Regions from separate parts of the Sus scrofa genome. Here regions 2 and 3 are each linked to region 1. A link is a contact called in public HiChIP or PLAC-seq and promoter capture Hi-C data. All regions are on one chromosome and are shown on one strand. Each heading gives the region's core, a stretch centred on a gene start, on an enhancer-like site or on the middle of the called end of the contact. The rest is flanking DNA. Distances are from core to core; before and after follow the strand shown. Region 1 holds the start of STX4 (syntaxin-4). Region 2 holds the start of PHKG2 (phosphorylase kinase catalytic subunit gamma 2). Region 3 holds the start of CCDC189 (coiled-coil domain-containing protein 189).

What was found. Promoter capture Hi-C pulls out the DNA fragments that hold promoters and counts their contacts. HiChIP or PLAC-seq counts read pairs in DNA pulled down with a chosen protein or histone mark.
Region 2: an H3K27ac HiChIP or PLAC-seq map of alveolar macrophages shows a contact between it and region 1. The contact joins the promoter of PHKG2 here to the promoter of STX4 in region 1. A contact is called at or near these places in 1 of 5 promoter capture datasets (liver) and 1 of 2 datasets of contacts at active chromatin or transcription factors (alveolar macrophages).
Region 3: a contact with region 1 is called in a promoter capture Hi-C map of fetal liver, with 2.6 times the contacts expected there. The contact joins the promoter of CCDC189 here to the promoter of STX4 in region 1. A contact is called at or near these places in 1 of 5 promoter capture datasets (fetal liver) and 2 of 47 Hi-C or Micro-C datasets (heart right ventricle and liver).

What each region holds. Positions count from the first base shown.
Region 1 is chr3:17,429,249-17,433,409 of Sscrofa11.1, reverse strand. STX4 (syntaxin-4) reads left to right here and starts at 2,033. Exons shown (of 11, transcript XM_021086404.1): 1 at 2,033-2,681; 2 at 2,870-2,971; 3 at 3,084-3,183; 4 at 3,320-3,394; 5 at 4,134-4,161. The coding sequence starts at 2,652. It overlaps LOC102167315 (a long non-coding RNA gene), which reads right to left and starts at 2,329. Exons shown (of 3, transcript XR_001303274.2): 1 at 2,191-2,329; 2 at 304-433.
Region 2 is chr3:17,654,880-17,659,040 of Sscrofa11.1, reverse strand. It overlaps PHKG2 (phosphorylase kinase catalytic subunit gamma 2), which reads left to right and starts at 2,400. Exons shown (of 10, transcript NM_001166317.2): 1 at 2,400-2,484; 2 at 2,806-2,918. The coding sequence starts at 2,824.
Region 3 is chr3:17,634,474-17,638,634 of Sscrofa11.1, reverse strand. CCDC189 (coiled-coil domain-containing protein 189) reads right to left here and starts at 2,481. Exons shown (of 8, transcript XM_013992414.2): 1 at 1,974-2,481; 2 at 1,640-1,671; 3 at 1,246-1,311; 4 at 901-1,070. The coding sequence starts at 2,189. RNF40 (E3 ubiquitin-protein ligase BRE1B) reads left to right here and starts at 2,645. Exons shown (of 20, transcript XM_021086412.1): 1 at 2,645-2,776; 2 at 2,886-3,088; 3 at 3,474-3,641; 4 at 3,776-3,917. The coding sequence starts at 2,957.

The DNA.
Region 1 (4,161 bases), core at 784-3,283:
ACTCATAGTAATAAAAGCCTGCAGAGGGAAGAACCCTTACCAGTTTATAAGAACCTTTCATGTACTTCCTAACTCCCCTGATATTGCTCAACTCTTAGCTTAGGCAAGACAGAAATGACCAGATCAAGTTGTCAATGGAGATAAGTTCCAGAGAGGGGCAATAAATGACTCAAGATCGCACACTGAACTAGGAGTTAGATGTCCGAAAGCCCTTCCAGTGTACCACGCAGAGACAGGGCCAGAGGGGTGCCAGGGAGGAGGGGCAGGGAGGCAGAGGCTGATGGGAAAGACCCAAGAGCAGACCTGCTCTTCCTCATGAGTTCCGGGGAACTCCACGGGCAGGGTTTGGCCTCCTGAACCCTCCTTCTTCCCTCGGTTGATCAGGGTAGCACTGTCTTCACTTCTTCATTCCCAACCCTGGGTGAGCTGGATTCTAAAGGGAAGAGGAGAAGGATCAAAGCCTTTTACATAGAATGAGACAGCTAGCACTTTTGACAATTTCTAACCTCTGTCACTGAACTTCAGCGCAGGGAATGCCCATAAAGACTAGCTCTCCCCCCACCCCGCCACTGCCACCCATTGTAGAGATGGAAGACTAAGGCCCAGAGATAGGAAGTGACTTTCCAGGAGTTCCTGTCGTGGCTCAGTGGAAACGAATTCCACCAGGAACCGTGAGGTTGTGGGTTCCATCCCTGGCCTCGCTCAGTGGGTTAAGGATCCGGCATTTCTGTGAACTGTGGTGAAGATCACAGATGCGGCTCGGATCTGTCATTGCTGTGGCTCTGGCGTAGGCCAGTGGCTACAGCTCTGATTAGACCCCTAACCCGGGAACTTCCATATGTTTGGGGTGTGGCCCTAAAAAGGACAAAAGACAAAAAAAAAAAAAGTGACTTTCCAGGAGTTCCTGCTGTGGCACAACAGGACCGATGGTGTCCCTGGCGAGCTCGATGCAGGTATGATCCCCAGCCCAGAGGAGTGGGTTAAGAATCTGGAGTTGCCAGATTTTCCAGAAGTCCACAGCAACTCAGTCACAGAAATCTAGGTTTCCTTATCGGGGCTTAGTAGAGAAGGGCCTTTCCTTCCTTTGCTTGACCTTCATATAAGTTCCTCGGGGAGAGCCCTGGGATCCAGGAGTCTTAGATCAGTCCTAGCCATCCTGGCTATGGGGAGACCCAGTGGCCTTGGGGCCTCCTCCTACAGAATGTAGATTTCAAAAAGCATAAGTCATTCTTCTCTGTTGGGCCGGGATGTAATTCTGGCCCTAGAAGAGCATTCTGCTCATAATAAGTGCCTAATGAATATCCACTGAATGAATGAACCTCTAGAGGGTCAGGTTTTGGGAAGTGTCACGATGAAAGCCTGAAGCCTAAAAGAGAGGACTAGGGAACCACACGCGTCATCTTCAGACATAGGAAAGGCTAAAGTTCTGTCCACAAATATTTACTGAGGGCCCACTAGGTGTTGGGATTCGGGTGAGAACCACACAATCACGCCTTCACCTCAAGCAATCACAGGTCACAGTAATGCGGAATTGTTTCTTTTTTGTGTCCTTCAGAGGGTAAACCCTGGTGCAAGGTGGGGGCGAAGGGGTGTAGGTGATATGCTGCTCAACATAATGGACTCTTTTCTCAGCCTGAGCTGTCCTGAAATGGTCTCACTGCTCAGAAGGTGGTGAGTGCGGCGGGACTGCAGTGTTCAAGCCGGGCGCCAGCCGCCCACCTGTCAGAAGCTGTGCCAGGAGTATGCGGGAGAAGAGCTTTCCGCCTCGGGTGAGGTCACTTCCCACCCCCAGATACTCTGCCTACAAACCCTGCAACTCTCTGACGCCGGATCTTATTCTTTTCCGAATTTCAAGGTCTCATGATGTGGACAGCCCCAAATTCTAAGTCGTCAATCTGCCCACACCCCCGGAACCCAAAAGGAATAAAGCCGAATTCAGCCAGGGTCCTACCACCCTCTGTCTCAAAAGATGTCTGGGGGTAGTCGGCGCCCCCTCCCGACTTGTGGGAGCCAGGGTGCCGAGGACGTCGTGGGGAGCTAGGTGTCCCGGAGACCGAGTTGACAGAGTGGAGACACGTGACAGTCAGAGCATCACGTTCTAAGGTCCAAGAGGCTGGGACCGGGCCAGTCACGTGACGCGGGGGGGGCGCCATGGGGTGATGTGAGATGCTGGGTCCCTAGATTACGTACCAATGACGCATTTCCACCTCTTTTGGCAACTAGATTTCCGTTGGAAGATGCGATAGTTCCGGCAAAGGGGGCGGGTTCTCACGTCCTGGCAATTTTGCTTCCGTTCGGGGAGCTGGCGCTTCCGACCTCCGCCTTTCCCTCGGGCGGGGAAGGGACGCGGTGCGGTGCGCATGCTCCAGTCATCCCAGAGGGGGCGGGGCTGAAGCTACGGGAGCGGGAGGGGGGTAAGAAAAGGGAGTTCCAACCTGTGGAAACTTGGGGGTCCCCGAGGTCGGCTCCTTGTCCTCGACGGTGGATGGTGTCAGGGATAGAGCCTCTGGCGGCTCGTGGGGGGCGGTTAGGGGTCCACAGGGTGAGGGCAGAGAGAAGTGTCAAGAGAGTGAGTGGGGTACAGGAGTTCCAAACTTAGAATCTCGAGGCCCTCTGGGCTCCCGCGCCGGGGAGAGGGAGCTCGGGCCGCCATGCGGGACAGGACCCACGAACTGAGACAGGTGAGAAGTCCGGCGCAGCGGGGTTGGGACAGGAGGACGGGGTAGGGTCTAGTTGGAATGCAGGACTCCTGGTCTTCGGGGCAGGGCAGGGAGGGGTAGCTGTGGGATTGGAAGACCCGGAAGCCCGTGAATCCCGCGGGGCGAAAGCAACAGCAAGGAAGTGATGCCAATGACCCCGGCCCTGTCAGGGAGATGACAGCTCTGACGATGAGGACAAGGAGAGGGTCGCGCTGGTGGTACACCCGGGCACGGCACGGCTGGGCAGCCCAGACGATGAGTTCTTCCAGAAGGTAAGAGGCTGGGGTCTCGGTCTGGATTCACGAGGGGGCTGGATGACCCGAGGTGCAGAGCGGTCTGGAGGACTCCCATATCTGCTTCAGCCCTCTCGGTCATCCTCCCCAGGTCCGGACAATTCGGCAGACTATTGTCAAGCTGGAGAATAAGGTCCGAGAGTTGGAGAAGCAGCAGGTCACCATCCTGGCCACGCCCCTTCCCGAGGAAAGTGAGTGAAATCGCGAGTGCAGAACGCATGCTCAGTCAGAGGGATTGTGGGGATGGTAGTTCCATGCAGGTGGTGGCCAGGGAGATTTGTTGAGGTAGGGGCCGTGCTTTGGGCATCATGGCTTTTTCTTGTTCAGGCATGAAGCAGGACCTGCAGAACCTGCGTGACGAGATCAAACAGCTGGGGAGGGACATCCGCGCAGAGCTCAAGGGTGAGCGTCTAGGAACTCAGATAGATACTTTGCTCTGATCCTGCCCAATGCCTGATATATCCGCGAGTGTGTGACCCAGAGAGGCCAGTGATATATAACCAGACCACACAGCAGGCCTGTGTCTCGAATCTCCATCTCCTGGCTTCCAGTCCAAAGTTCTTTCCACAGCGCAGGCCTGCCTCTCAGGTTCCCTTATTTACAATGAAACCATTTACATTTGACCCTTGACCAAGGTGGAGATTAGTGTGGCCACTGGCCCGCCCCCAGTCATAATCTGCAAACAATTCATGGTCCGCCCACCATATCCCAGGTTCTTCGTGGGTGGATTCACCAAAACGTGGAATGTGCAGTGGTGTATTCTGCATTTATTTTCTAAAAATCCAGGTGTAAGTGGATCCACACAGTTCAAACCCATGCTGTGCTAGGATCAATTGTGCTCCTACAATTCCTCCTGCCTAGGGTGCATCCTTGGTGCAAACAGATGACAGTTTTGTTCGGAGGCCTTTGCATACCTGTGGGAATTCTCTGGTATACTTATTTGCAAAGGAAAGTATACTTTCACCTGTCAGAGCCTCAGAATATCATTTTATGATCAATTCTATTTCCCCCAAAACATCCTATGGAGATTAACAGCTCTCTATTGTATGGCCAGGCAGCTGGGGTCCTAAGTCCCCAAATGAATTTCAGAAGCCACAGGTCAAACCCTTTCCTCTGCCAATACCCTTATATCTTCCCACAGCCATAGAGCCCCAGAAGGAGGAAGCCGA
Region 2 (4,161 bases), core at 1,151-3,650, 230 kb before region 1:
GATCCCTGGCCTTGCTCAGTGGGTTAAGGATCCGGCGTTGCCGTGAGCTGTGGTGTAGATTGCAGACGTGGCTCAGATCCTGCGTTGCTGTAGCTCTGGTGTAGGCCGGTGGCTACAGCTCCTATTGGACCCCTAACCTGGGAACCTCCATATGCCACTGGAGCGGCCCAAGAAAAATGGCAAAAAGACAACAAAACAAACAAACAGAACAAATTCAGATCTATAAAACAATAAAAGAATAGTATAGGATTTTCCATTGTGGTTTAGTGATAACAAACCCAATTAGTATCCATGAGGACTTGGGTTCCATCCCTGGCTTCATTCAGTGGGTTAAGGATCCAGTGTTGCTGTGAGCTGTGGTGTAGATAGAAGACGTGGCTCGGATCCCGAGTTGCTGTGCCTGTGGTGTAGACCAGCAGTTACAGCTCTGATTTGACCCTTAGCCTTCGAACTTCCATCCATATGCCTCAGGTGCGGGCCTAAAAAGCAAAAAAAAAAAAAAAAAAAAAGTCTATATAAATATCCTGTTCCCCAGCAAATTTTCACCAGTAATTTTAAGCCTATTTTGCCCAAGTCAGTTATTATGAGGCTTACAAAATGTTGATGTTTTAACTTTATTTCTGCATTTATTATCTGGCATTCCACTATAAAGAACGTCTTTTTCTCCATTTATTTATTTACAATTTTAGTGTCAGCGTGGTCTCAGAGTTTTTGTTTGTCTTTGGTCTCAGAGTTTTAAAATTCATTTTGTTATATTCATTGCTGCCATTAGCTTTCTTAAACTGTTTTGTTGAAGTATAATTTATCTACAGTAAAGTACACAGATCTTAGGTGTGCTGACTGGTGAATGTTACATGAACACACCTGTGTAATCACCTCCTAGGTGAATGGAACATTTCTAGCACATCAGAAGGTTCACTCATGACCCTCTCAGTCTCATCATTCTTTTTGTCCCTGATTTCAACCTGGTTCTTGTGTCTAAGTCCCCATCTTTCTTCACTTTCTGGCACAAATTATTCCAGGTTCATCTTGTACAAGAAAGTACAGAGAAAGTCTCCAGCCTGGGAATTAGGCTGAGTCTCCCAAGGAGCTCTGGTTTCTTTTGAGGAAGGTTACTTTGAAATCAGCATCTAGACACTAGCTGTGCTCACTCTAATGGGGATGTTTTTGCTGCTAGGCCCTTTTAGAGGTGAGAGCTAGAAAATACCTAATTTTATCTATTTTAAAAATTATTCCTAAAATTATGCCTCCAATTTCAATCAGTCATAAGGTCCTTTCTGTTCCCCATTCCAAATTCTATATTCCTACAGTAAGAACCCTGACTGCCAAATACATCAATATGTTTATTCATTTGTTCAGTTTCAAAATAATTATTCCATTATACTACCAAGCCGGTCTACCAAATATGGTGTAAGGTCAAAATACTCTTAAAAAGTTACTTGTATTCATTTTTTAACTTCTTCCACGTTTGTGATCCCAAAGTGACATTTCTAAGATAGTTGTTAGGTTAAAAGAATTCATTCTCTGCCTCTTTCTCAGGAACATAACTTCCACAAGGGTAAGGACTTTTTTTTTTTCTTTCTTTCTTTCTTTCTTTCATTGCTGTTAATCTAACGCTGAGACGCTCAACAAATATTTGTTGAATGAGTAAATGAATGTCAGGGTTGAGCTATGCACTAATATCTATGAAGTCAGTCGCTCCTGCAAGAATCTCACAACTTGGTAGGCTTAGAGCAGAGTGTGACACCATCCAAGGCTTTTGGGAGCGGGTGGCGGAAGACTGGGAAGATGTATAACCCCAGGTGTGGGCACTATGGCTTTGGAGGTATCCAAGGTTTGGAGCAGCCACAAGACGAGAGAGTCTCTAGTGGCTGACTGGCCACAGCTCATTCAAGTTCGAACCAAAGTGGCCAAGTTGAGCTGCAAGCTGCGAGCCCCGAGCGTTTTAAAGGCTGGAGGCTGCCTCTCAAGGTAAGAGCTTTGGATCAGCTGCTAATGTTTTTAAAAGTCGAATTCACATAGAGATTCTGGGAGACTGAAAGTGCCATGCCCAAAAACGAGAGTCAGAGGCGCATTAAGCCCCGCGTCCCGGGTACGCGGAGGTTACACTTCCCGGTAAACCTAACTTCCGGGTCCCGCTCCAAGGCCCCAGCTCCGCAGGTCAACAAGCTCCTCCCCTGCTGACCTCGCGGATGCCGTATGCTGATGGGTCGTATCTGAAGCCCCGCCCTAGCGTCGCAACCATTGGTAACTCCAAGCTTCCACTCCCGCGCCAGCCCAGAGATTCTCGGCTTCTTATTGGACTATCAGCTTTCAATCGGAGGGGTCTTTGAACTTCAGTTTTCAGGTGGCGCTGGCCATTGGTGGACAGGATGGGGGCGGGGCCTGAGGTTTTTGCCGGTACCGTCTCGGGTAAGGGACTAGAGCAGAACCCCGCGACTGAGCTGCTTTGACTCTACTCTTGCTCTTCTCCCCGCCCGGCGGGTATGTCCCCGCGAGACCCCGCGCCCCGTCCCGGCGCCTGCCCAAGTGCGCCTGCGCAGCAACAGCCACCGGCCCGAGTGCCCCTTCCCCCCTTCCACCGCACCTTTTCCCTTCCCCCCCTGCCCCCTCCTTGCCTTGCCACCCTGTCCCGACCCCTAAAGGCCCTTTCGTGGGGTCTCCCCAGTCCCGATCCTTCCCCCACCCCGTCCCCCATCCCTCAGGATCCTGGCTCCCCAGCCGCAAGGGCTGCGCCCCCGTGAGCCGCGATGTGCGTCCTCTCAGAGCCTGTGGGCCTCACTGCCCTCCGTTTCCTCCACACAGGCGCCCCCCTCCTTCAGAATGACGCTGGACGTGGGACCAGAGGATGAGCTGCCCGACTGGGCTGCGGCCAAGGAGTTTTACCAGAAGTACGACCCTAAGGACGTCATTGGCAGGTGAGGCCGCGCCCAGTGAAATGGAGGTCTTGAGAGGTCAGGTCCTAGCCAGGATACACAGTTCCCTCTGAGGGCTGAGAGTTCTAAATGGGAAGGGTTAGTGGGGAGCAGAGGAACGTTTAGTGACTAGACTCATTTGTTCTGGGTTAATCCCCATTTTTCCACAAATTCATTCATTTATGTATTCGACGAACAATTCAGGCACCTCCTGTGCCAGGCACAAAGGTGAACACAGGGAGCATGGAACAGATGTTTATGCTCTGGAGGTACTCCAAGTGAAGTGACTAAAAGATATATGAAAAAGTATCAGGCTATGTAGAAAGTGCTGCGGGGTCTCAGAAAACCACAGCTTCCCAGAAGGGGTGATATTTGGGTCTTGAAGGATGAACAGGAGTTCAGCACACAACAAATAGAAGGAAAGCCCCACTTGTAGAGGCAGTGGCAGATACATTTATACATGAGGGTTTTCTAGGCACATACAATGTGCTGGGTGCACTGTGCTAGGCACTGGAGATGTAAGATCTATCTTACAAGGTTTCTGTTCTCCTGGAGTTTCTATTCTAGCGGTAGAGAAAGACAGTAAACAGGAAAACAAGTTAAAGTTCAGTGTCAGTGCTAGGGAGAAAATGAAGAGGGTGATGGAACAAGAGTAATTAATGGAGCTGAGACTTAGAGCATGAGAATGAACAAATCATGAACTGAGGCAGGATATATTCCAGACAGAGGGAATGGCAAGAAAAGGGCCTATTCACAACACAGATAGAAGATCATAGTGGCTAGAATATGGTGTGAGTGGAAAAAGGGGGAGGAAATTAAGTTGGAGAGGTAAATAGAGGTTGGATTGTGTAGAGCCTTGGGCCAAGATAAAAAATTTAAATTTTGGAGTTCCCATCCTGGCTCAGCAGAAACAAATCTGACTAGTATCCATGAGGACGATGGTTCGATCCCTGGCCTCGCTCAGTGGGTTAAGGATCCGGAATTGCCATGAGCTGTGGTGTAGGTCGCAGACGCGGCTCAGCTCTGGCATTGCTGTGACTGTGATGTAGGCTGGTGGTTAGAGCTCTGATTCGACCCCTAGCCTAGGAGCCTCCATGCACTGTGGATGTGGCCCTAAAAAAAAGACCAATTAAAAATAAAAAAAAAAAAAGAATTTAAATTTTATTCTAGTGACACTGGTATCTTCAAGCAGGGTACTAGCATGATCTGACTTACATTTCTGTGATTTGGGACCTAGTAACATCCT
Region 3 (4,161 bases), core at 1,232-3,731, 200 kb before region 1:
CCAACTAGGAACCACAAGGTTGAGGGTTCGATCCCTGGCCTCGCTCAGTGGGTTAAGGACCCGGCGTTGCGGTGAGCTGTGGTGTAGCTCACAGATACAACTTGAATCCCATGTTGCTGTGGCTCTGGCGTAGGCCGGTGGCAACAGCTCCGATTTGACCCCAAGCCTGGGAACCTCCATATGCCATGGGAGTGGCCCTAGAAAAGGCACAAAGACAAAAACAAATGAAAAATAAATAAATAAATAAGGAAATAGGAGTTCCTGTCGTGGCACAGCAGAAATGAATCTGACTAGGAACCATGAGGTTGTGGGTTCAATCCCTGGCCTTGCTCAGTGGGTTAAGGATGTAGCACTGCCATGAGCTGCAGTGTAGGTTGCAGACACGGCTCGGATCTGGCATTGCTGTGGCTGTGGTGTAGGCTGGCAGCTGTAGCTTTAATTAGATCCCCTAGCCTGGGAACCTCCATATGCCGCGGGTGCGGCCCTAAGAAGCACAAAAAATAAGAAAAGAAAGAAAGAAGGAAATAGAGAGTTACCGTGTGGCTCAGCAGTAATGAACTCGACTAGTATCCAGGAGGATGCACATTCGATCCCTGGCCCCACTCTGGGTTAAGGATCTGGCATTGCTGTGGCTGAGGTGTATGTAGGCTGGCAGCTGTAGCTCCGATTTGACCCCTAACCTGGGAACTTCCGAATGCCATGGGAGTAGCGCTTAAAAGAAAAAAAAAAATAGGAAATGGAGGATTTGAAAGGTGAGGTGAGATAAGTTGTGTGTGATGATACTCCTAGTAATGTCAGAACCATGGTTTCAGGTGGTAATCCTGCTTTGACTCCCCTGGTCACTTGTGCCATCCTCCTCCTCTGCCCTGGACTCAACTCTCGGGTAGCCTCTCCTCTTACCGATACAGGCCTTGTGAAGATCTTGGAGCAGGGCACAAGCTGTTGATGTCTGCTCCAGTGAGAAGCCCTGATGGCGGCAGAAGATGAGTATGTGGGAGAAGAGGTCCAGGGTGATGGCATCTCGCAGGTTCTGCTCAGGACAGCTGAGCCCCAACAACTCAGCCAGCACCCTTGGGAAGGAGAGAGGAAGGAATGAGTGGCAACTAGAGTCTCCCTTCATCTCCCTTCACCACCCTACACTAAGTCACAAGGTGCTTTGGAGCCAGGCATTCCTCATGCCTTCCCAGCCCACTGCCTCAGCCTTCTCCAAGAGCCAGTTCTTCCTGTCCCTACTCCCCGCCATACTCCCTCATCTCCTCCACGTTGGTTGTCTTCTCCAGCCTCTGCATGGAATGGATGTCGAGGTACTTCCTATCATAGGAAAAGAGGGGAAAAGGTGTTGGCCATTATGCATTAGTCTTAGGACAAGGCTATGATGGCTAGAGCGTAGGACTGGGAAGCAAGAGACCTGAGTTAAGAGGTTTGGCTCTTCCACTAACTCGCTGTGTAACTTTATAACAAAGTCACTGAGGCAGCGGGAGACCTGGCTTATAGTCATCTTGGGTAATTGTATCTCTGGGCCTCAGTCTCCTTGTCTGTAAAATGGGAATTCCGTCCTGTTTGACAGGCTCGTAAGGAAGCGCTAAAGGAATAATACAAGTGTGAAGGGTAACTTTCCCTCAAAGCTCTTCACACTCACCATATGCAGATCCGGGGCTGGGGTAGCGGCGGCTGCGGGAGAGAAAGCGGATTGGGAAAGGCAGAGCTGCGTTGTTAGTCCTGGCCCGTGGTTCTTTGCCCTTGGTGAATCTCTGGTGGTCTAACAACGCGATACCTTGCCTTCTCATCTTAAAAACTGTGTACTAGCAATACCGGCGGGCTGGGCTTCGGCGATCCCTAAGTACTATTCATGAGCGTATTGACAAGCAGTTCAAGCCTGCCTCTTCACCAAGGCAGCCCGGGAAACAAACGGCCCCCTGCCTGGGAGCCCTTTTATAAACATTCATGAGCAGACCACTCTGACCTGTCCTCACCGGGAACAAGTTGGCTGCAGGATCTTCATTCGCATCCACTGAGGCCACGGTCCCTGACTCGGTCCGCACTCCTGTTCCCATCCTCTTGGCCGATTCATCCAACGAGCTGAGGTCCTTCTCATGGTCTTTCTCATGTTCTCGCCGCAGTTCGGAGTGCTGGTCCAGCTCCGACCGCCTTTTCAGTCGCCGGAATTGGCTGGATTTCCGGCGGATCATCTGGTCGCTCCTCTGTGTCGCGGGTCCCCACCGTCTTTATCCTGCCTCGGTTCTGGGACAGCCGATCTCGGGCGGCGACTGCCAAGGCCTGGCCCTTATCGACGCTTCAGCCAATCTACGCTGCAGAGAGGCCGGGTACAGCCAATCGGCTGGGGGCGTCCCTCCGTCTCAACGGTGACGGTTGCTAAGGAGGATCCAGTAGGAAGGGAGAAAGTGTACCGTGCTCGCCAAACTGTGAGAAGAGAATGCGCATGCATAATAAGATGCAAACCCCGCCCCGGTGCCCTCTCTTCGAAGTTGTTAATCTGAGGCAGGCGGCGTTATTAGGACTGCGGAGTGGAAGTGTGTTGTCAGTTACCATGGCAACTGCCTACCGGCCAATCACTGAGAGAAAGAGGAGGTGTTCAGAAAGAAACCAAACGGACGCAAGAGGAGGAACAAAGCACAACCAATAGAAACAGGAACTGGAGAAGATTTCGCCACATCCGGCGCTGCCTCTGGCGCCTGCGCTCTGTGCTGGGGGGCGGGGGTGCCCAGTGACGTCCGGTGAAGTCCAAGATGGCGGCGCTAGGCTGATCCTGCTGCTGGTGAGGGGCCCGGGGCCGGCGGGGCGGGGTCCGGCAGCTGTGTGCGGGGGTAGGCTCGTGGCTGCGGACCTCCGTCCCCTTCCCCAGCTCTACTCTCTGTCTTCTGCAGGTGACGGAAGTGCCGAGTCCGCCTGCCTGACGTCCTCGAGAGACCGGGGGCCGCTCCTCGCCGCCGCGGCCATGTCTGGGCCCGGCAACAAACGCGCCGCCGGCGATGGGGGCTCGGGGCCCCCAGAGAAGAAGCTGAACCGCGAGGAGAAGACAACAACAACGCTTATAGAGCCCATTCGTCTTGGGGGCATCTCTTCCACGGTTCGTGGGCTCCTGCCCCAGCCCGCCCAACTTCCCAGAACCGTTTTCCCAGTTCCCCAAGTTTAACCAGATCCACTTTACAGAGCATTCTGTTGAAGGAAACCTAGGACATGACGTCTGCCTTCCCCTCGCAGATAGGCAAACAGGTTCCCAGAGAGCGTGTGACAGACATGTCAGACTTCAGGTAGAAAGAGGCAGGAGCAGAACGTGACGCTCCTTACAAACAAGACGCTTCCTCCGTGGGTGTCTGAGCTTTGTATGTCCTGTTAGCAGTCTGCTCCCCTCTCACATCCGTTCTATCTGCTTTCCTTTGTCTCTTTCTCTGATTGGTTTCTTGGGCCCTTCTTGACCCTCTCTCTCCTCGGCCCCTCTGTTTCCTTGGTAGGAGGAGATGGACCTGAAGGTTCTGCAGTTCAAGAACAAGAAACTAGCAGAGCGATTGGAACAGAGACAGGCTTGTGAAGATGAACTCCGAGAACGAATTGAGAAACTGGAGAAGAGGCAGGCTACAGATGATGCCACACTCCTCATTGTCAATCGCTACTGGGCCCAGGTGAATGCCCCTCTCCTTTACAAGACTGGGCTTTGATCCAGCTGCCAGTTCTCAGACTTCTCTGTTAGAAAGGGAGTATCATGCTAGGAAGCACCTGAGGGATTCCTAACATTTTTGGTGCTTTCTCCTTTCAGCTGGATGAAACTGTGGAAGCCCTTCTCCGACACCATGAGAGCCAGGGGGAGCTGTCTTCAGGGCCAGAGGCGCCTGGGACCCAGGAAGGGCCAACGCGTGATGAGACCCCTCTCACAGAGCCAGGAACATCGGAGCTGAGGGGTAGGGCCAGAACCCTAGGATCTAGGAAGCTTAATTAAGTTCTGGGAAAGGTCCTGGAGAGGAAAGGATCTTGATAATCAGGCTGCTGAATTCCCTGCCTATACAAACACACACACACACAATTGATTTTATATTTGGGCAGCAAATCACAGTGGATAAGAACAGAGACTTTGGAATCTGAATGACTTGGTTAAGAGTACAATTCAGGTTTTATTTATTTATTTTTTTTGTCTTTTTGTCTTTT